2 separate regions of the Ovis aries genome follow, and region 2 is linked to region 1. Evidence: chromatin contacts called from public Hi-C data. All regions are on one chromosome and are shown on one strand. The core of a region is the stretch at or near the end of the contact, and the rest is flanking DNA. Distances in the headings are between cores, read along the strand shown.

Region 1 (3,145 bases), core at 112-2,611:
GCAGGCTCCCCTTGAGCCCGTGCGCAGAATCAACTTGGAGATTGTTAAACAGCAGGGGAAACAAGTAGCCACCTTAAAGGAAGGGGAGCAAAGAAAGAAACATCTGTGAGGACTCCACCCTTCCCCACCTGCAGAAAAAGCCGGGGGTAAAGCTAGGAAAGCATATCCCTAGCTTTGCTGATCAAACAATAAAGCAGGCTGCTAAAGGGGTCAGACACCTAGAGGATGACCACTTTCCGCGGATCGAAGACGCCTACGGCCCCAGACATCTAAGAGCCCGGGGCCAGTACAACTTTCTCATTGAAGCTGACCGCGTTTCCTCTTAAAACCAGAGAGGGAGAGAGAGAGAAAAGCCCTGGGTATGATCATTACATTGATGTCACCTCGCTTATTTTGGCTCATATTTGGATTTTCCCCGGAAACCCCTGCAATCCCCGGCCCCAGCATCCAGTCCAAGCGGGGCTCCTCTTTTTCCTCTGGACGCTGCCTCGTGCTTTCTCGCAGCCGTCCGGGTAGGGCTGCGCGGCTCGCTCCGCCCTTGGCACCGGGGCTGCGCCGCTGGGCGAGCGCATCAACGCTAGGACAGGGGAAGACGGGTGTACCGCGGGGGTCGTAGAGGACCCTGCTTAAAGCCCTCTTCCCCACGTCGGACTTGCAAAACAATAAGCATCCGTTTTCTCTGCCCCTCCCCCACAGGACCCCGGCCACGAGTCACTGCCGCCCGAGGAGCGTGCCAGCCCTGCGATCGGTAGCCGGGGTACCTCTGGAACCTTGGTGGCCCGGCTCCTCGCCCGCCCGTCCCCCGCAGCGGCGCCCGTAGTCCGCGCACGGAGGACTCGGCACTGGAGCGCTGCCAGGAGCGGAGGCGCGCGGGCCACGCGGTGGCTGCAGCAACTGACACGGCCCGCGGCCGCCGGCCACATGCGCCGCCGCGGGGCCGGGACCCGGGAGGGGAACAGAAGGGAGGGGGAGAGAGCGCGGCCCCGGGGCCCCGCTGTACCTTGCCGCTGGCCGTGCCCCCGCTGACGCCGATCAGGAAGGGCTCGCCGCCGTTGGGCTGCTGGTGGTTCTGCAGGGTCTGCTCGCTATCCCCGGCCATGGCTCGCGCGGCCCCTCCTCCCGCTGCCTGTGCGAACCGACGCACGCTCCCCGCCCGCGCCCGCGCCGGGCTCCCTCTGCTTCCCGCAGCCGCCACTGGGCGCTGCCCAGGCCGAGGCTGCCGCCGCTCCCAGCTCGGAGCCCGGTGCTGCCTTTCCCTAAGGAGCGCAGAGCCTTCCTCTGCCCGCTGCGGCCGTCCCGGTTTACATCCCAGGCAGAGGTCAGCGTGATGCTGCTGCTCCAATCCGGGCGGGCAGCGCACTGCTATTCGCCGAGGCGGCGGCGAGGCGTCTGGCCCCCGCCTCCGCCCCTCCCGGGCCCGGCCGCCACCGCCCGAGGTCTCTGGGAAAGGTGTGAGCCCGACCCTCCTCCCTACCCACCCGGTTAACCCTATCAATGACGACGGCCTGCCGAGGACCAAGGGAGAAGAATGGAGCCTTCTGCGTGTTTTAATTGGGTATGCCCCCACCTATTTCAAAAGGGATAAAAAGCTAAAAGGGCAGATCAAATAATAGAGGGGATGGATGCCTCAGGTTTGAGAAGCAAAGTCAGAACAAGCTTGGAAGAGTAAGATGAAACAAAGAGTTAATGTCATTTCTCCATTATCCAGACTAAAAACTTGTGTTCTGAAAATGAATTTTTTTCCCCTCCCATTTGCCAAAATAATATTTCAGTCTCTGGCTTTTCCTCTCTTGGAAATCTCCAAACACCATCCTCTAACTTAACAGGCGACTTTCCGTAGCCCTTCTTCCGAAAGAAAGGTAATTTGAGGGGGCTCTGAGGAACGCCCTCCCTCCCGACATCAACGCCCCTTCTAACCATAGTTTGAAATCCCAAACACGGAGGTTCCTGAGGAGTTAAGGCTGTGGAAACGTTAAAACTATGCATGTCGATTTATTAATACCTTTAAGTGAAGTGGTTTAGGTGGACAGTTAGGCACTTGGTTACAAAAGACAGTAGCTGCTGGTGACCAAGAGTGGGGCCACCTCTGGAACCAGATTTCTGTATTCGCTGCAGTTCCCTGAGCAAGTCACTCAACCTCCCTTGCTCAATGTTCTCATCTGTTAAATGGGAATCATGGCAATTATATGCTAGGATTATTGTATTAAAATGAACTTTTATATTTACAGTATTTAACAGAGGGTGTGACACAGGTTCAAGCCTTTATATAAAGGCGCTGCGAGAAAAGGCCCCGAAAGGGCTGAAACTGGAGAAAAGAAGCCTTTGCTGAAGCACAGGAAAGAGAGGGAGGACTAGACTAGCCACTTCCAACCTCTGCTCCCGTGAACGCGGGACTGGCATCAGTGAGCTCCAGGCCCTACCATCTAAAGAAGAACTCAAGTCTATTGCATTCTCTTTCAAAACTTAGTAAATTATCTTAAATTCAGAATTACTTTGAAAAAATTACTAAAGAAAATTAAGAGTATTCGAAAAAAACAGATATTCTTTTCATTTTTTAAATATTTAAGGATACCATCCCCAACCAAACTCCACAGCTCAGACAAGAAACTAAGCTGGGGAGAGGAGCTTCTTGGAATCCAGAGGCAGGCATTTGGGAGAGGTTAGCAAGAAGGCTTATCAGATTGCTGAGGGGTGTGTGGTTAAGTGCTGCTTCTCCTACAAGTTCTTCTCTCAGTGAAAAGATAACGATCTTTTAGGATTATGGCAGAGCTTTTCAGAGCCAAGAAAGGCTTTTCAGAGCCAAGAAAGGCCAACTGGAATTTGGAACTTGATGGACTCATAGCTAAGGGGATATTAGGTAATTGAGAGGAAGAAGAATAAAACAATGCCACATTTTCCATGAACTTTTCCCAAATTCCCATCTTCTTTATCATTCCAATAACTCTTTTCTACAACATTGTAATCATAAAAATTTTCAAACTTAAAGTTGAAAGATTTTACAGTAAAGACTGATATAGCCACCACCTAGATTCTCCTGTTAACATTGTATTATACTTGCTTCATCACATCTATACATTGTACCTTTTGTTTCCCTTTCTTAAAGTGACTTACTACAAACTGGTTTACACATTTCTTGCTTTGTGTT
Region 2 (3,289 bases), core at 672-3,171, 71 kb before region 1:
ACTGGACTCTCCTTCCTTAGCCTTAGAAACAAATCATATGCTTCAAGCACATGATCAATGTTAACATCGCCAAAAACAAGATAAACAAGTGCTTTCTGGGGTGACACCCCAAGAACATGACTCCCCCAGCGTATTCTCCACGTTGTAGGAGCTAAAGCCAGTCATGAGGACACAAAGGCAAACCCAAGCTGAGGGCTGTTCTATAAAAACAACGGGCCTGTACTCCTCAAAAATGTAGTGTCCCAAAAAACAATAAAGGCTGAGGAAGGTTAAAGGAGTCGATATTAAGTGTCCTGGATGTGACGAGTGCACTGTGGCTTGAATGAAGTGAAATTTTCATTGCTGTGACTAACTCCCAAATGGCTCAGCAAAAAATTAACTTTTTAAACAGAGGAAAACTGAAATAAATTATAAAGAGAATAGGAAAACAGGGTCTTCTCCCAAGTCAGCTCTGCCTTAAATCCAGACACTCCTACTTTCTAGACAAGGCAAAGCTAATGCGTGAATAAATGCACATGGTAAAAATCCTTTCCACCCCAGGAAAAGCCACCTTGAGCTTTCTAAATGAAATTAGGAAGGAACTCTGCTTTTACTAGAAATGGCCTTAGATACAAGATGCCCAGGTATCACTGGGAACAACAACAGAAGGTATGCACCGCCCTCCGATCACTGCCAGAGAAGCAAGAGCAAGTTCACGTCTGACCCCGCTCATGTACGTGCGTAAACACAGTGGCCTGTCCCTGATGCCGGGTGTGTAGGTATGAACCCCCTTCCAGCTCACAGCAGCAGCCAGGGCCTCCCCCACACCCACAGAGCCATGTTTGGTTACCACGTCCTAACCAAAGTATAACTGACAGAGGGAGGAGCCATGCCCTGCGCAAGGCACCCCACGAGGACTCACCGAGATTATCTGCACCTCTAGGAATGATCACGTCAGCGTATTTCTTTGTCTGTGGAGAAAGATATTTATAACACATTAGATGGATTACAGTGCATTAAAGAGAGGAGATGGCCCAAGCCCTTCTCCAAGGGAATGCGGAGAAAGGGCCAGCCTTTGCCTACTAATCCCAGAGGGCAATACTCTGTTACTTCCAATGTAATATATTTTATCCACTTTATCGAATTTATAATAGATCAGCTTTTTCCTGAGTTCTCATTAACATTCAACACTTTTTCAGCTTACAACCTGCACAATGAACATGGTCTTGGAAACTAAATATATAACTGCCTCTTCACCATTATGAAAAGCCTTAATTCGTAAAAGCCAAACTTATGAAGAAGCAGTTCACCTTGGACTTCAACAGTTTGTCTAGTCAGAAAAAGTAAGTCCCACTGATGACCATTTCCACTGGCTCTGTTATGACACAGCCTTAAAAAAAGAAAAAATAAAGCGCACAGTTTTGGGGTTTTTTAGTTTACTAAGACTTTGTGAACCATTTTACAAACTACTGTGTCCTGGTGAGGCTGTGTAAACAATGCCTTAGGACATGGGTCTTCACCCTGCGCCATGTCCATACTACAGCTGTGGAATGGCCAGAGGCCCAGCATGAACTAGGCAGACAATGTATCAGGCCCAAGCTCACACAGAGTGAGCTGCTCTTTCCTGAGCTGAGTGGCTGCACAGTGGGAACTAGTAGAAACAACCTAGAAAATACTTACTTAAAATTCTGAGTTCCACTACAACAAGTTAAACAGCAGAAAGTTGGCAGTAAACTGTAATCTATGTCCAAAAAGAATACTTTGTATTCTTATTATTAAGCTAGAAAGAGCAGAGAGGTCCTCAGATGGATGGGTAGAACTTCAGAGTGCTACAGCCACCTCTGCCTTCTCCTCAGAAACCTAATCCTATGACCCAGGCCTCTCCAGGGAATGAGCAGGGCACCAGGGTTACTCAGGCTGACTCACACAGCCTGCCTGGTTCCGGATATGAAACAAAAGTCAAGTTGGTTTTGAAGCAAAACCTACTAACATACTTGAAGAAACAAAGACAGCTTGGGATCATATTTTTCCAGCACAGAAGAAAGAAGTTAATTATTAACATTAAGAGAAGTAGAGAAATCCCCACTCTACACTACTTCCCAATAGCCCTACATGAGCCAGTCTCCCTAAAGGCATCAGCCAAGATTAGGCGAAGACCCAGCCTCTCTCACACTCCCAGGACTGAACTCTAAATTCTTAAGGAATGAGAACATGGTTTATCCAACCTGAAAAAGACGTATGATGAGGTATGAGTCTCCTGAGCTAAAATTCTTTCCAAAGCTAGGCTCTCTCCCATGCCTTCCTCTTTCACACCCCACCACTCCACCTCTTGTAACCCTGACAGCCTCCCCCAAACGTTCGCCTGACTTTCCTCAGGAAGCTGGGGTGCTTCCTAGGCTGAGGGCTGATTCACTAAAAGCTGAACACTGCCCAGTCTCTACCCTTCCTTCTGGGAAAGTCATCTCACTAGAGAGTTCCCAGCTCATGGGGAGGCCTGACGAGCCTGGGCAGAAGTACAGGAAGCCTGCTCCTCCACGGTACACCTCCCACAGGGGAACTTACATAGGGACCAATGACAAGCTCAAAATAGGACTCAAAGGGGGTGGCAGAAGAGATTCAGAAGGGAAGACTCTGCAGCTGAGGGCTCATGCACCAACATGCCAACCGCCACAAATCTTCTGAAGACCCAAGTAGTCAAGTCTATCCTTAGATACGATGCATCCTTAATAAAATGCCTCCCCATGAGCTCACCAAGCGAGAAGTATACAGCTTGCAGGACTATCGGACAGCAGGATCCTTCAGGGCCACCCCAAAAAAGAGTGGTGGGACAGAGCCCCAGGGCAGGAGACAAAGCACCAGTGACTGCCTTTCTTAGGACTCGACAGAGGAGCAGCCAGAGGGGCGAGTGAGATCCTGGCTGGGGAGCTCAACTCACAGACCTTTATTTGTTTCATTACATTTTAAACACTAAATTCAATGAAAAACAAGAACACAACTCACTGGCAAGCAGAATTCCTCAAAGGCAGGCTTGACGAATGTAATGTACTGAGATAAAATCTGCTCAAGGTCCCTCCCTCTTTCGCTGATGTCCCTTAATACTAGAAGAGAAAGAAAAACAAGAATCAAGAAAACGGTGCATGTCCACCCTTTGCGAGGCTGATCAGGATCATACAAGCTCCACGAGGACTCTGGATGAGTCACATGCCGGATTCCTGAGAGACTGGACCAACCGCCGGTCAGCAGCAGCTTTGGGGAAAAACAAGTTGCATTTTCAAGTCTTGCTACAGTCAAACTCAGCTATGACAAAACA

The links. Hi-C and Micro-C count contacts between places; a contact is called where the count stands out from the background.
Region 2: a Hi-C map of tail adipose tissue shows a contact between it and region 1, with 2.8 times the contacts expected there. The contact joins the enhancer-like site here to the promoter of UCK2 in region 1. A contact is called at or near these places in 3 of 16 Hi-C or Micro-C datasets (hypothalamus, skin fibroblasts and tail adipose tissue).

Annotation. Positions count from the first base shown.
Region 1 is chr1:117,910,057-117,913,201 of ARS-UI_Ramb_v3.0, reverse strand. It overlaps UCK2 (uridine-cytidine kinase 2), which reads right to left and starts at 1,361. Exons shown (of 7, transcript XM_027977701.3): 1 at 1,001-1,361. The coding sequence starts at 1,099.
Region 2 is chr1:117,981,378-117,984,666 of ARS-UI_Ramb_v3.0, reverse strand. UCK2 (uridine-cytidine kinase 2) reads right to left here. Exons shown (of 7, transcript XM_027977701.3): 5 at 2,980-3,077; 6 at 902-950. Among named protein-coding and RNA genes, the nearest start is that of UCK2, 71 kb to the right of the region's middle. Within about 2 kb of position 1,921, at least 13 of the 54 cell types and tissues checked have an H3K27ac peak or open chromatin away from gene starts, as enhancers often do. A contact at or near this core is called in tail adipose tissue, where this site is marked.